Linked DNA regions of Mus musculus: region 2 is linked to region 1. Evidence: chromatin contacts called from public Hi-C data. All regions are on one chromosome and are shown on one strand. Each heading gives the region's core, a stretch centred on a gene start, on an enhancer-like site or on the middle of the called end of the contact. The rest is flanking DNA. Distances are from core to core; before and after follow the strand shown. Region 1 overlaps Chst8 (carbohydrate sulfotransferase 8). Region 2 holds the start of Chst8 (carbohydrate sulfotransferase 8).

What was found. Hi-C and Micro-C count contacts between places; a contact is called where the count stands out from the background.
Region 2: a Hi-C map of cerebral cortex shows a contact between it and region 1, with 1.9 times the contacts expected there. The contact joins the promoter of Chst8 here to the enhancer-like site in region 1. A contact is called at or near these places in 2 of 39 promoter capture datasets (epiblast stem cells and hippocampal neurons), 6 of 484 Hi-C or Micro-C datasets (cerebral cortex, cortical neurons, forebrain and 2 more) and 3 of 115 datasets of contacts at active chromatin or transcription factors (all in embryonic stem cells).

Annotation. Positions count from the first base shown.
Region 1 is chr7:34,774,613-34,781,468 of GRCm38.p6, forward strand. The region is part of intron 1 of Chst8 (carbohydrate sulfotransferase 8); the gene reads right to left. Among named protein-coding and RNA genes, the nearest start is that of Gm38987, 35 kb to the right of the region's middle. Within about 2 kb of position 3,994, at least 22 of the 459 cell types and tissues checked have an H3K27ac peak or open chromatin away from gene starts, as enhancers often do. A contact at or near this core is called in cerebral cortex, cortical neurons, forebrain and 1 more, where this site is marked.
Region 2 is chr7:34,810,107-34,816,962 of GRCm38.p6, forward strand. It overlaps Chst8 (carbohydrate sulfotransferase 8), which reads right to left and starts at 2,605. Exons shown (of 4, transcript NM_175140.4): 1 at 2,240-2,605. It overlaps Gm38987 (a long non-coding RNA gene), which reads left to right and starts at 2,602. Exons shown (of 3, transcript XR_881950.3): 1 at 2,602-3,070.

The DNA.
Region 1 (6,856 bases), core at 2,744-5,243:
ACGTCAGATACGACGTAAACTGTGGCCTCGCGCTGCTGCTGGCCCAGCAATGAGCATGCTTCCCACTGCCATGGGCTGTGTCTTCTCAAAGCAGTGAGCCAAAAATAAATTGCCCCCCCCCATTGCTTCTTCCAGGTGGTTTTCCCCCCCCCCCCCCCCATGAACAAGAAAAGCACTCATATGCTATCTGCAGCAGGTGATGTCTACTTGCGGCTGACCACTGGTCTCCGTGGACAGAAAGGTACACAGTCTCTTAGTATCTCCACCCACAAACACTGTTATTCAAGGCCAGATGACGCTCTCCGTACTGACCTGTGCCAGCCAGTGTGCCAAACACAGGTGCACAGCCACCGTAAGAAGCACCTGGCCTGTCAGGCTGGCTTTTGGCATCTTCCAGATATTTGCACAAGAATATCCTGTAACCATCAACTTCTAATTAAGTCTGTCTTCAAACCTCACCAAGATAATGTGAGGGGCCCTGTATGGAGCCCCCGCCCCCCGCTCTGACCTGATTGGTGATTGAGAACTTCCATGCCCGCCCCTCCTTACCTCTGCCAATGCTTGCAGCCTCCTGCCTCAGCCCCTCCCACTTCCTAAACTCTCTTCCCTTTTTTATCTACAGTGACCCTGTTCTTGTCAATACAACCCTCTCCTGTCTTCATGAACTGCTAAGAGCTACCTTCCTTCTAATCCAGTGAACTCCAGTGACACCAGGCAGAGAGGATTCTCTCAGGGACGACAGAGTGAGACCGCTGGAGCCCTCTGTTTCCTCACTGTTAAGGATTCAAATATGAAACAACGTCTCCCACAGGCTCATATTTGAAAGACGGTTCCCGGCCTAAGGCACTATTGTGGTGGGTAGCAGAACCTTACGGGGTGGGAACTAGTGGGAGGCAGTTGATCCCTGGGGCCACTTTTGGCACCCTGGGGCCACCTAATGTGAACTGAGTCCCCTGCCAGACCTTCCCTGTCACGGTGGACTGAACTCTGAAACTGCAAACCAGAATAAATATCTAACTCTGTGAAATGTCTCTGTTGAGTATTTTGGTCACAGCGGTGAGAAGCTAACCAGTGTATTCACCCATTCGCAGGTGCACACGCGTGCTCCCTCATACACAGCCTGATAGGCTTCGGTGGATGTGGAGGAAGGAGGCCCCTGAGTTTCCTAGTCCCGTGTTATGTGTCATTTGTTTAGGCCAAGTGGCCTATCTACAGTCATGTGACTAATTAACATGTAATTAACATTACACAGTCCCATGCTAATGACCTCTCCTTGTTCTGCAGCCCACGCTGCCTCGATATCAGCCCTCTGAGCCACCAGCTCACACGTGATCCTCGGGAAAGCCGAGTGAAGCATAGCAGTTCCTGACAGTACCAAGGAGGCCGGGGATGCCTTCAGCCACAGGCCTCTTCCAAAACCTGAGAGGAGGAGGTCTGCTCCAGTCTGAGTTCTGAGGCTCCCCTTGGGCTCTGCGAGACACTCCCATTGAGCCTTGTTTTATCTCTGTATTCTGAGTGCCAGTCAGACGATGCAAACTCCTCAAACTTGCCAAAAGAGTTGCCAAGGTCCCTCCCAGAGGCTCTCTCTGCCTCCAGAGGCATCGAGGAGCCAGTCCTCAAAGACACACATGCATATCCATATCAAAAATATTAATAAGGGCTGTTCTTCCACATGACCTGGGTTCAGCTCTCAGCACCCACATGACGGCTCACAACCATTTGGAGCTCCTATTCCAGGGGATTCAGTGTCCTCTTCTGGCCTCGGAGAGCACCAGGCACACATATGATAGAGACATACATGCAAGCAAAACACTCAAACACATAAAATAAAATAAATCTAATAATAACAACATATAAAAATGATCCTATAAATAATAATGATAAATAAATTTAAGTTCTATTGCTGCTCTTCAGCAAAACCATTTGCATTAAAAGCCTGCCATAACCAACCTACTTCCCACGTCCCTGTATCATTATACCCCTCTATGTCCAGATCAGTCAAACCAGGAACCCACAAATGATGGCCCATGGATCAAACTTGCCAGCCACCTGTTTCCTTGACTAAACTTTAATGTTCATATTTGCTTTCTGTAGGACTGGGCCCTTAGGCTTGAACCTAGGGCCTTGTATATATGCTCGGCCAGCACTCTACCATGGAGTCACGCCTCCAGCCCTGCAAATAAACTGGAACTGGAACAGAGCCACACCCACATGTTCCCCGCTCCATCCAGGGCTGCCCTCATGCTGCAGTATGCCAGCCAAGCAGATTCAGGGGAGACCTGCTGTCTCAAAGCCCAAGATTTTGCTTCAGCACCTTGCAGAGAATTTTTGACCTATGGCCTAAATTACAGATACAATTTCTTCATAAATTACCTGTCAATTAAGTTTTAGGGTTGCCTGTTAAACTTTGGGTGAGCCATTCAACACACTCAAAGAAACAAAAGCAAAATGCCAGAAGCTGAGGGTAAGTCGTACCGATTCCCAATCACAAATCCATACACGAGCACACAGATAAAACAGTCCCACACGGAAAGCCTTTGAGCAAGTCGATTGCAGGGAAGATTCCTTTGAAGGTTACGCCCACCTCAATCCACTCCACAGGGACCATTGGCAGAATCCTTCCTGGACTTCGATCTATACGGGTCCTTACAAATAGGAATGCAGAGGACATACAGTTGTGGCTTTTGTTGCATATGTGGGCTTTAGCCATAAATTAATTACATGTATATAATATATATGTAGTGTGTATGTGTGTGTGTGTATGTGTGTGTCTGTCTGTCTGTGTGTGGAGAGACAGCTCCAAGGTTAAGAGTGCTCACTGCCCTTTCAGTGGATCAGAGGAGTTTGGCTCCTAGCACCATGTCAGGTTACCACCTGTCATTTCGGCTCCAGATGATGCCCTCTTCTGGTCTCTGTGGGCACCTGCACTTACATGTGCACATATTCAAATATAGACATGCATACATACACACACACACACACACACACACACACACAGCCAAAAACAAAATAAATCTTGGGGCTGGAGAGATGGCTCAGTGGTTAGGAGCACTTGTTCTTGCAGAGGACTTGGGTTTGATTCCCAGCACCCCCCCCCCCCGTCAGGTGACTTACAACTGCCATTAACAGGGACACACACAGTGCGCAGACATACATGCAAGCAAAACACTCGTGCACATAAAATAAACTAATTCAAAACACATTCCTCTTTACAGACTAGCTCTTGGATCTCTTGCCCAGGTGGCACAAGCAGACATACTAAATGCTTCTTAGCTGTCCAGAAGATTCCAATGACCACCCCCACACACACACACACCAGATTCATCATTATGTTTAGCATAAACAGCCCTCCTTTTCCCCAAAATAGTACCCACTCTGCATCAACAGCAGCAACCTAAGGGAAGAGGGATTTGTATGGTTCAGTTTCAGAGAGTTACCGGCGGGTGAGGTGGAGGCTGGGGGGGAAATGGTGTTCATGGAGACAGGTGCGCACAGCTTAGACTCCACAGGCTTGGCAGGCCGGAGCACAGAGCTCCCTCCATCTCCATCCCTCATTTCTTCCAGCTCAGCCCTGCCTGAAGCTTTCCAAAATACCCCCATCAGCTGAGGGACCAAGAGTTCAAATAAATGACCCGGATAGGGACGTGTTCTCTAAATACAGAAAAGCGTCCTGCAGGTCATTTTGGAAAGCAAGCCATCAGCAGATGAACTGAAGGTCCCTGCCACAGATCTTACCTACTGGAGGATGTCCCCTCCACCCGTGGGCTCGGAGAGTCCTGTCAAGGACCCGCAGCCTTTGCTGGCACAGCCCCTATGATCCACAACTCCAAACACCCCATTCAAAGACTCGATTTGAAAGGAGAATCACTGTGAATATAAATGACTTTCTCAGAAGCTTGACTTTTAAAAAAGGAAGACGGATCTGGCCCTTGCAAATAAAAAACAGATTGAGAAGCTGAGCTTCGTGGAGTGACTTAAGCAGGCATTCAGAGTTGGCACCCGCTGGGAACAGTGCGGCAAACTCGGAGCTGGAACAGCAGAGCCCGGGGCCTGGCTCAGCAGCAGCCTTTCCTTCCCACTTCTCATTTGCCGCCTCCTCCTCTCCTCCTCCCCGCTCCCTGTACCCTCATATCATCTCTGCTTAGAAAACCCTCAGTGAACACCTACTGTGTGCTGGTTAGTGTGCCCACACCTGGTTGGCCCTACAGAGTTCCCAGTGATACCGATGAGCAAGGGACCCCAGTGTGTCACCTTGTCTGGAACAGGGGTGATGCCTGACGGGAGGCAGAGGCAGGGGAGGAGCGGTGAAGCACACTGCTCACACAGGTCTGATGGGCAGCCTGTAACCAGGGGAGGGACATTGGGAATATTTCCTTTTCAAGACCAGCCCGGCTGCAGGTGGAGAATGGAGTCACGGGGGTCAGCTCTCTGGTCACTGTGTACTCTGGGTGGGAGTGGACAGAGGAAATAGCAGAGAGCCCGCAGATAGCTAGAGCAGAGGCTCCAGAGGCTGCCCGGGAGAACCATGCTGGGCATAGGTGCCATCTTTCTTATGATGGCCCTGCTATGTAACCCTCTCTTGGAGAAAGACAAGGACCCTCGTGGGGTGGGGGCTGCACTCCTGAAGGTGACTTTATGAGCATAGACATGAGCTATAATCCACCCTGCTGTGCTGATGACATGCATGGGGCTAAGCATAGGGTTTCCCCTCAGTGGCTGTTCTGGGAGGAGGGGTCTACAGTGAGAACTTCATGCGTGGCACAGTAATCAATGCACTCCAGTCCCTGTTGGGGTAATGGGCATAGGCTCTGCCAACTGATGACCCCCTGATACTACCCAGTCTTTAGAAGAGACCCTTCCCATGATGCCGGACAATAAGATGGAACCACAGTGGTTGTCCCCATCATGTCTGTCCCCACGGGTCATCCCCCACCACCAAATCTATGGTTCCCCCTCCATGGTTTCTGCTAGCCATAGTCAAATATTACCCGGAACACTGCATAGTTCTGCAAACAATTCTTAGGTCTCAAATGACTCATATACGATAGTGTTATAGTTGTCATATTATTAGTTAGTATTAATCTCTTGCTGTGGCCAATTTACAACTTAAGCTTTATTATAGATATGTATGTGTAGGGATAAAAATGACATATATAGTGTTTGGTAACATCCCAAGTTTCCAGGGTCCCCAGGCTACAAACATACAGTCGGGGCTGCTTACTACCACACAGCCCTCTACACCCACCTTCAAGGCCAAGGGTGCTGCAACTGTGCCTTCCCACCACACACTCTTGTCCACAATGTCACTAATTCCACGTGAGTGGGAAACTGAGGCCGAGGAAGGATGTGAGCCGCATTCCAGTGAATTATTTTCGTTTGTGGAAAAACAGAAGCTGAAGGAAAGGCGGAAGGTATTGCTGCTTGTTTAATTCCTTTTCTTCCCAAATTCCCAGCAGAAGGATCAAAGAAGCATTCAAATAAGAGAACAAGGTTGGGCCTGTAACCACAGAGGGGAGCTGGTGTGTTAGGTTTCTGATGCTGTGACAAAATGCTCTCGACAATCAACTTAAAAAGAGGAAAGGTTTATTTTGGCTCCGGGTTGTAGAGGCGTCAGCCCATGTTCATTTGGTATGGAGGTAGTGCGGCACATCATGGTGGGAGCGTGCCATAGAAGCCGCCCGTTTACCTCATGGCATCCAGGAAACAAAGAGAAGAAAAGATGGGGGCTTACACCCCAATATCTCCTTCCACACATACCCTCAATGGGCTACTTCCTCATTCCCACCTGTTAATGGTCCAGCCACCTCTCAATAGCACCAAGGGTAGGACAATGAGCTTGTAACGTGTGGGCTCTTAGGAGACACATATCCAAGCCATAGCAGTTGACTGGGGATTGGGAAGGGGGAAAAAATCCTTGAAAGCCACAGTACAGAGATTTGGGCAGCTACTCAGAGGTTAGGAAGCTGGCAGATGCAAAAGCCCAACTCTTAGAGGCAAGAAGGAACTGGGAGGAAGCCAGGAGTTATTCCCACAGAGGGAACCTGCCAATACTTCACAGCATTTCACAGCACAGCATTGAAGGCTGGGAAGCAAAGGTAAGAAGATCAGGACAATATATATATAATGAGTATAGTGTTTTGCCTACATGTATGTCTGTGTACCGTGTGTGTGTGTGTGTGTGTGTGTGTGTGTGTGTGTGTTCCTGGTACCCATGGAAGCCAGAAGAAGACATCAGATCGATACCCTGAGACTTGAGTTACAGACCACTGTGTGTGAACCCCTGTGAGGGTGCTGGGAATTGAACCCAGGTCCAATGAAGGATCAGCTAGTGTTCTTAACTACTGGGTCATCTCTCTAATCCCTTTTTTTTTTTTTTTGAGACAGGGTCTCACTATGTATCCTTGGCTATCCTGGATCTTGCTATGTAGACCAGGCTAGCTTCAAAATCACCTACCTCTTTTTCCCAAGTGCTGAAGTTAGAAGTGTACAGCACATTTTAACATACTTTAAATAAGCAAATTATATGATTAAAATTAAGCGAGGATGAGCTAAGAAGTGGCTGCTCATGTCTGTAATCCCAGCACTCGGGAGAGAAAAATGTAGGAAGGAATTCACAGTCGATCTGGGCTCTAGAGTGAAGCAAAGACAAAACAAAATTAAGTGAAAAGTACTGAGGGTTAGGACCTAGAGAGATGAGTCAGAGGTTAAAGTGATCATTGTTCTTACACGGGACCTGAGTTCAGTTCCCAGCATCCACAGCAGGCAGCTCACTACCACACAACTCCAGTTCCAGGGGCCTGGTGCCCTCTTGTGGTCTCCATAGGCACTTCACCCATGTGCACTTACCCCTCCTCCA
Region 2 (6,856 bases), core at 1,355-3,854, 34 kb after region 1:
GGGGGGGATAGTTAACTGAACTTTCCCAGACTTATTAGCTTACATAAACAGAGATTTGAATAAATGTTTAAAAAATGAAATTCCCTTGGTACTCTGTAATCAGTAAATGTTCATTATGGAAACACAGCAAATATGCATAAAATTTCCCAAACGATATTCCAGCTACAAGATAGAAAAGGCATCTCAAGCAGAAAACATCCTGGGTCAAACAAACCAGCTCTTCTCTCCTGGCTGAAGCCGGAGAAAAATAGATTTCATTTTGCCCACTCAGGGAATTTATAAATGAGCACACACACACACACCCCATCCGTAACTGATTGATGTCTTTCTATAAATAATTAATCATTGACCTTGCTTTGAGAAAGCCTTGACTTTTTAAATTTGGGGTCTTAAAAAAAATCAATAGCCGGGGACCATAATTCACTCCCACAAAGTCAGATTCCTGGTAAATAAATAAATAAGTTGTACCATTCATGTGTCCCAAGTGACTCCACCAAACGATGGGATGGGGTCAGACTTTGAGGTTTTCTGTGTTCAAATGCGATTGCGATATTGATCAACCCGTTTTGATTCAGTCTTTCCAGGGTCTGAATGGCACCTCTGCTGTGTGTCACTTCTCGGAGACCAATTTGCCGGAGCCTCCAGAACGTTTCCACTCTCCTCAAGAGCCCCCCCCCCCCCGCAGCCTGCCTGTGGGTGGTGGGATGGCTTGATTAAGAGAGAATAGGTAAGACGGTGCGCATCTGTAATCCTGCCTTCCGCGGCTGAGGTCAGGTCAGCTTGGATGAGACCCTGACTAAAAGAATAGAAAGCTCTCCTATGAGAGCAACCGTCCCTCCCTCATTCTTTCCAATATCTCTTTTGGGACAGGGACAGATCAGGAGGTGCTGTGGTGGTAGGTAATTTTTAAGGAGAGTTCTTCAGGGCAAAGGTTGTTTCGTACTAGGGTGGGACTGAAGACAAGGCTTCCTACCTACCAGTAAACGGTCAAGGTGAACCCAAAGAAAGTAGGCTTAGTGGCAGAAGCTCAAGCCTGTGAGTGTGGGGGAAGGTGGGGAAAGAGTTAACCTGTCTTTTACCCCTTTACCCACCCCTGCCATCTGGAGCTACATCCTTGCCCCGAACTGAGTCTCCCACTTGGCCTGCTGCCTGGCTACATCCATAGATACAGAGAGCCCAGAAGCCTGTTCCCCTTAGAACCAATCACGCTTAGGGTCCTGCTGGGAGGCGGCTTAGAGATGCATCTCCGGTGATGCCGAAATGGCTGCAGGACAGACTGTTCCAAGATCCAACCGGTATGTCCGAAATCCAGGGCACAGTTCCCCGACTGTTACAACCCCAGGTGAGGGCCGAAGGGCCCAGAGACAAGATATACAACTAAAGTTAGGGTTTGGAGTACTGCGCGGGAAATAGAGAGAGGTCACTTGATGCCCAAGCGCCACCTCTGACCCTGCCCAAACCAGAGAACGTACATTCTCCTGGCCAGGCCATAGTATGAGCAAAACAGCCCCACGCAGCAGCTGAAGTTGCAACAGCCGCTAGCTAGGGCTGAGCTCGGTCCCGCTGTAAAGCAGATCATTTCACCATCCCCTACCCTCAGCCGCCTGAGGCTCCGACTCCCGCACTCGGGGACACACGCATACACACACCTCCTTGCGATCGCTGACGCACGCACACTCGCCGGGAGCACAAAACAGGCCGGGGCCCTAGAGAGTTGAGGGGTGGAGATGCGCGCGATGGAGCGCGGGGACACCTTGCGTCTCCTGGTAGGGAGCCAAGGTCGCTTGTAACTTCCCCTTTCGCCCTACGCACCCCAACTGGCCTCTAAGTCCCAGTTCCAAGCGCACACCAAAGCCTCGGCGCTCTGGACGCTCCAGCCCGGCCCTCGAGCACTCGTCGCTCAGCGCCCAAAGCAGCTTACACGCACCCAGCATCCAGGGTTAAGAAGAGGAGCGAAGGGTCCTGGAGGCGAGCCCTAGGAGAGAGAGGCAGTTCCCAGGCGCGGAGAAAACCAAGAATCCAAAGTCTAATTAAAGTTCCCACTCACGGGGGCTGGTCCCCAAAGTATCGCCAGACCCAAGCACCGCATGCCCCAACAGCACCTGCAGCTTAGGACTCTGAACCACGTCTAGTGGCGGGGTTTGCGCTCAGAACAGTCCCGGCATCATCCTGGGATTTCCAGGGACAACCCTTCGGGTGAACTATCAACATAGAGAGGGAACAGGGCGCAGCCACTTACCTGGCACAGCCAGCGCTCTCCAGGCCACGGGTTCCTCCAGTCCGGCGGGGTTCTCGGCGGCGGGAGAATCTTCCCTCCGGAGCTCTTGGGAAGCAAGAAGGATCTCCGCCCCAGTTCGGGCCAGGCTGCGTCTTTTTCCCGGTGTAGTCCAAGGTGCGGGGAGTGGGCGATCGGCGTAGAGTCGGCGACCGGAGCGCGCGGGAGAGGTTGCGGCGGCGTGCTCCTATTGGATCTTCTGCACCGGGTGCGTCCCCCTGTCTCTGCCGCCACCGCCCGGTCCTGTCTCTTCCCCGCGGTGCCACCGGATCCGGCTCACGCGCCGGGAAGGCTCCCAGCGAAGTGCGAGCGAAGCCTCCGGCAAGGCTGGAAATAGCGCCGCGCCCGCCCGGCGCCCCGCCCCCAGTCCGGGCCCCGCCCCACGGTGGAAAGAGGCGATCCCGGTGGCAGGGCAGAGATGGGGGAAATCTCTTCCCCGATCGCTCAGCCCTCTCGGGAGCTCACGGGCGCCACGCCCACGCGCGCTCTGCGGCTTCAGCAGCCCCACTGGCCGCGCGCTCTGTGGGAGCTGCCGCTGGGCGCGGTCGGGAGGCAGCGGGGGGGTGGGGCGGTATTGGCGCGGGCTGCGCCCAGCTCGGGGATCCCCGAGTGCTGGACTCTGGTCTGCCGCTTGACTCCACTCCGCAGCTTCTTAGCTGCCACTGCCCCAGTGGCGACACTGAGTAACCCTGCGCTGACCTAGGGAAAAAGAGAAGGCGCTAGCAAGCAGGGTCTTGGACCCAAAGCTGAGCGGCCGCGGGGCTTGCAAAGGAATTGGTGCGCAGAAAAATTCAGGTAGGTTCCCAGACTACAGTACGCGTGGAATTTGGACAAGGCCTGTCTCTTGTTGGCACTCACCACTAAATTTCTGGGTCTCAGTTAACCACAAGTGCCCAGTGAGCCGGATTCTCACTTAAGAACTTCATCCTTAAGCGTCGGTCTGGCACCAGCTTGAGGGCTGAAGCAAGCAACCTCTCCCCTCCCTCCAAACCCAGAATAAATGAGTGGGGAAACCTCCTACCCACAGCCACACAGTACAAGTGTAGAACCGGGACTCGGTTCCAGGGCTGTGGATTCAAATCTTGATTTTTCCAGAGAAGAGAAGCCCCGACCTGCAGGGGGCAATCAGACACTAGAAGGGAAGGCTGGGTGCGCATCTAGCAACCATTCTCAGCGGTGCCAACCAGTAAACAAGCCTGGTCTTGAAGGGACATACAGAATAAAATTAAACAAAACAAAACAAAACAAAACTGAAAAGAAGCTTCCAGTAAAACAGAGCGGTGGCTGTGGCCTCTCCCCTCCCTGAGTGGACTGGTTGGTTGGTTGATTGGTTGGTTGGTTGACCCAGCTCCATCCCAGATGGGTGATGAAGCTAAAGACTGAGGTGGATCTGTGGCCTTTGAGTGACCAGATAAGGGTGTGGCAGCCCTGATAAGGAGCAGAGATACTAACACTAGAGATGTGGAGGGCAAGGGAGCCTCTAACACTAGCAAGCTTGAAAGGCCTGAGTGGTAGTTGGGCTTCTTTAATGACTGCTGTGAACTCAGAGTATCCAAGGATCCTCTTCAGGGCAAGTGAGTTGGCAGTCAAGCATATGGTAGCCTTCCCTTCCATTGTTTTTGTTTTGTTTCTGTTTTTGAGATAGGTTCTCTCTGTGTAGCCCAGGCTAACCATGAACACATGATCTTCCTTTCTCAGCCTCCAAGTGCTTGGGTTACAGGCATGTAACACAACACCCAGCTACCTTTTATCCCTTTTTAGTTTTGCAACAATGAAGTATGTGCTACAAGATGCCACTAAGGTGCTACTGTCAACAATTCTGGGTGGGGGTGGGGGTGGGGTTGGTGGAGCTGGGGTTGGCCCAGGTATCCCGGTTTCAAAGTGGAATGCCAGAGAGCTCAAGATGGTCTGAGGCTCCGGCTGTGCTGTGACCTCTACAGCTCCTCTGGCTGTACAAGCTACTCGTGGGAAGGAAGGTGCAAGTATATGTCCCCTTAGTCAAGTTCAGTTGAACATAATGGATTTGAGGGACAGGAGTGGAGAGTCGGGAGGATTGGGGCAGTAAAAACCCCAAGCTATAGCCAAACACTGTCAGAGCAGAGTAGAAAAGATAGAAACAAAGAAGGGGATGGGTAAAAAGTTACCTGCCTTCCAGCCAGCTGGTCCCCGTGCCTTTGTGGCTCCTCCACCTCCAAAGGGCCACACCACCCAGAGTCCTGGCCGCAGCTCCACTGAGCAGTTACCAGTGTGGTTCACATCTGCAGCTAGGCCTGAGCTATCACAGGGATTTGGTCTCAGGAGCCTGATGGTCAAGAGAACCTCTTGAGCGGTGTGCACCCTTTGGAGGGTAAGTACACACACACACACACACACACACACACACACACACACACACACACACACACCTATTCATGTCGACCCTCATGCACATGTTTGTACACACTGGCCAGTGGGGAGATGATGGAAACCTCCATCCTCAGCCCAGTGTCTTTGGACAGCAAGTGCCTTCATAGAAGAAGTTTATACAGCTTTATTCCCTAGAGCCAGTCCACACAGGCTTCCCTAGGACTGGAAAGCACAGTCGGTCAGTCCGGCCATGGTAGCTGCCCTGTGTGTGGCAATCCTCCTGGGGAGGGTGGTTTTTCCATTAGCTTCTCCAACTGTACTTATTAGCACTTATTTGCATCTAATATCCAGGCAGATACTGAGAGGAATCAACACTGCTCCATGCCTTTGACACTCCCCGAATTTTTGGCTTTTTTTTCCTCACCCCTAGTTCCTTCTTATTTGCAGAGGCCCTTGGAGGAAATCCCCAGAGGAGACCTGGGGTCCCTGGCAGGGACAAGCATGAGTTTTCCTCTGGAGATTTGCTAAGGGCTGCAGTGCCCTTTTTTGAAAGTCAGGCTCAGCCTCTGCAGCGCGGGAGGTGGAGACACACTGCAAAGCCCAGGCATGAAGCTCTGTGCGCGCTTGCGGGTTTTGATATGTGTGTCTCCACCAAAAGATTTGTGGCAAACACATCTCTTTGCATCCCAACTAAGGTACAAAGCCACTTTCATTGGATGGCCTGGTGAGTTCACAGTCTCAGCTCCCAGAGCTGCTGTGGAAGAGGTCCAGAGCCTCGCAACGAAAGGGAGGAGTGGGAGGGCCTTTACCTATGGGCAAACTCCTTGCTCCAGTTCTGAGTTGACATCTTGCTTCCCACAGCTACCCTGTCTGCCAGTGGGGAGTCCTGTCTTCCTTTGCCTAGAACTGAAGGTGATAAAGCTAGGAGGCCAGGACTGATAAGTCTCACTGTGTTTATAAATTCATAGGTAAAACTGAGTGTTGAGTCCTAAATTTTATGCTGTAAGAAGAAAAGGGGCAAGTGCTAGGGATATGGCTCAGTGGTAGAGTCCCTGCCTAGAATCCCCCAGTGAGGGGCTGGGGGCGTGGCTCAGTGGTAGAGCCCCTGCCTAGAATCCTCCAGTGAGGGGCTGGAGGTGTAGCTCAGTGGTAGAGCCCCTGCCTAGAATCCTCCAGTGAGAGGCTGGGGGTGTGGCTCAGTGGTAGAGCCCCTGCCTAGAATCTTCCAGTGAGGGGCTGGGGGCGTGGCTCAGTGGTAGACCACCTGCCTAGAATCCCCCAGTGAGGGGCTGGGGGTGTGGCTCAGTGGTAGAGCCCCTGCCTAGAATTCCCCAGTGAGGGGCTGGAGGTGTGGCTCAGTGGTAGAGCCCTTGCCTAGAATCCCCCAGTGAGGGGCTGGGGGCGTGGCTCTGTGGTAGAGCCCTTGCCTAGAATCCCCCAGTGAGGGGCTGGGGGCATGGTTCAGTGGTAGAGCCCGTGCCTAGAATCCCCCAGTGAGGGGCTGGGGTGTGGCTTAGTAGCAGAGCACCCCAGTGAGAGAAAGGTTTGATTCAACAGTCTAGTGCTTCTAGAATTTATCAGTGAGGAGCTAGGGGTGTGGCCTTGGAGTAGAGCATTTACATAACATGCACAGGTTTTTGGGTTTGATCTCCAGGACAGCAAAATTAATTGTAGTAAAACTATGTGCTGAGGTTGGTAGCCCAGGCATATAATCCCAGCCCTCAGAAGGTTGCAAGTTCAAAGCCATCATGGACTATGAGTCCAGTTCTGGGCCAGCTTGGGCTACTTAATGAGGCTTTATATTAAAAATCAAGTAACAAGCCAGGTGGCAGTAGCACAAACCTTTAATTCCAGCACTCGGGAGGCAGAGGCAGGCAGATCTCTTTGAATTTTAGGTCAGCCTGTTCTACAAAGTGAGTTCCAGGACAGCCATGGTTTTTAATCAAGAGAAACCATGTCTCAAAAAGCAAAACAAAACAATGTGTGTGTGTGTGTGTGTGTGTGTGTGTGTGTGTGTGTGTGTGTATGAAGTAATAACAACAAATCAGAAAAGAAACAGAAATCAGTACTGGACTGCCAAATGGCTTAGGTTCTTTTTCCTGCTCCTGGTGACCCATGGAAGAAAGAAGAGAAAAATGGGAACCCAACCGGAGTATTGTTATGGTTCTTCTGGTGCTAGTGTGAGCTGGGTGGTCTCCAAAACCTCTTTTACTCCTTCCCATTTCCTGATTCCAA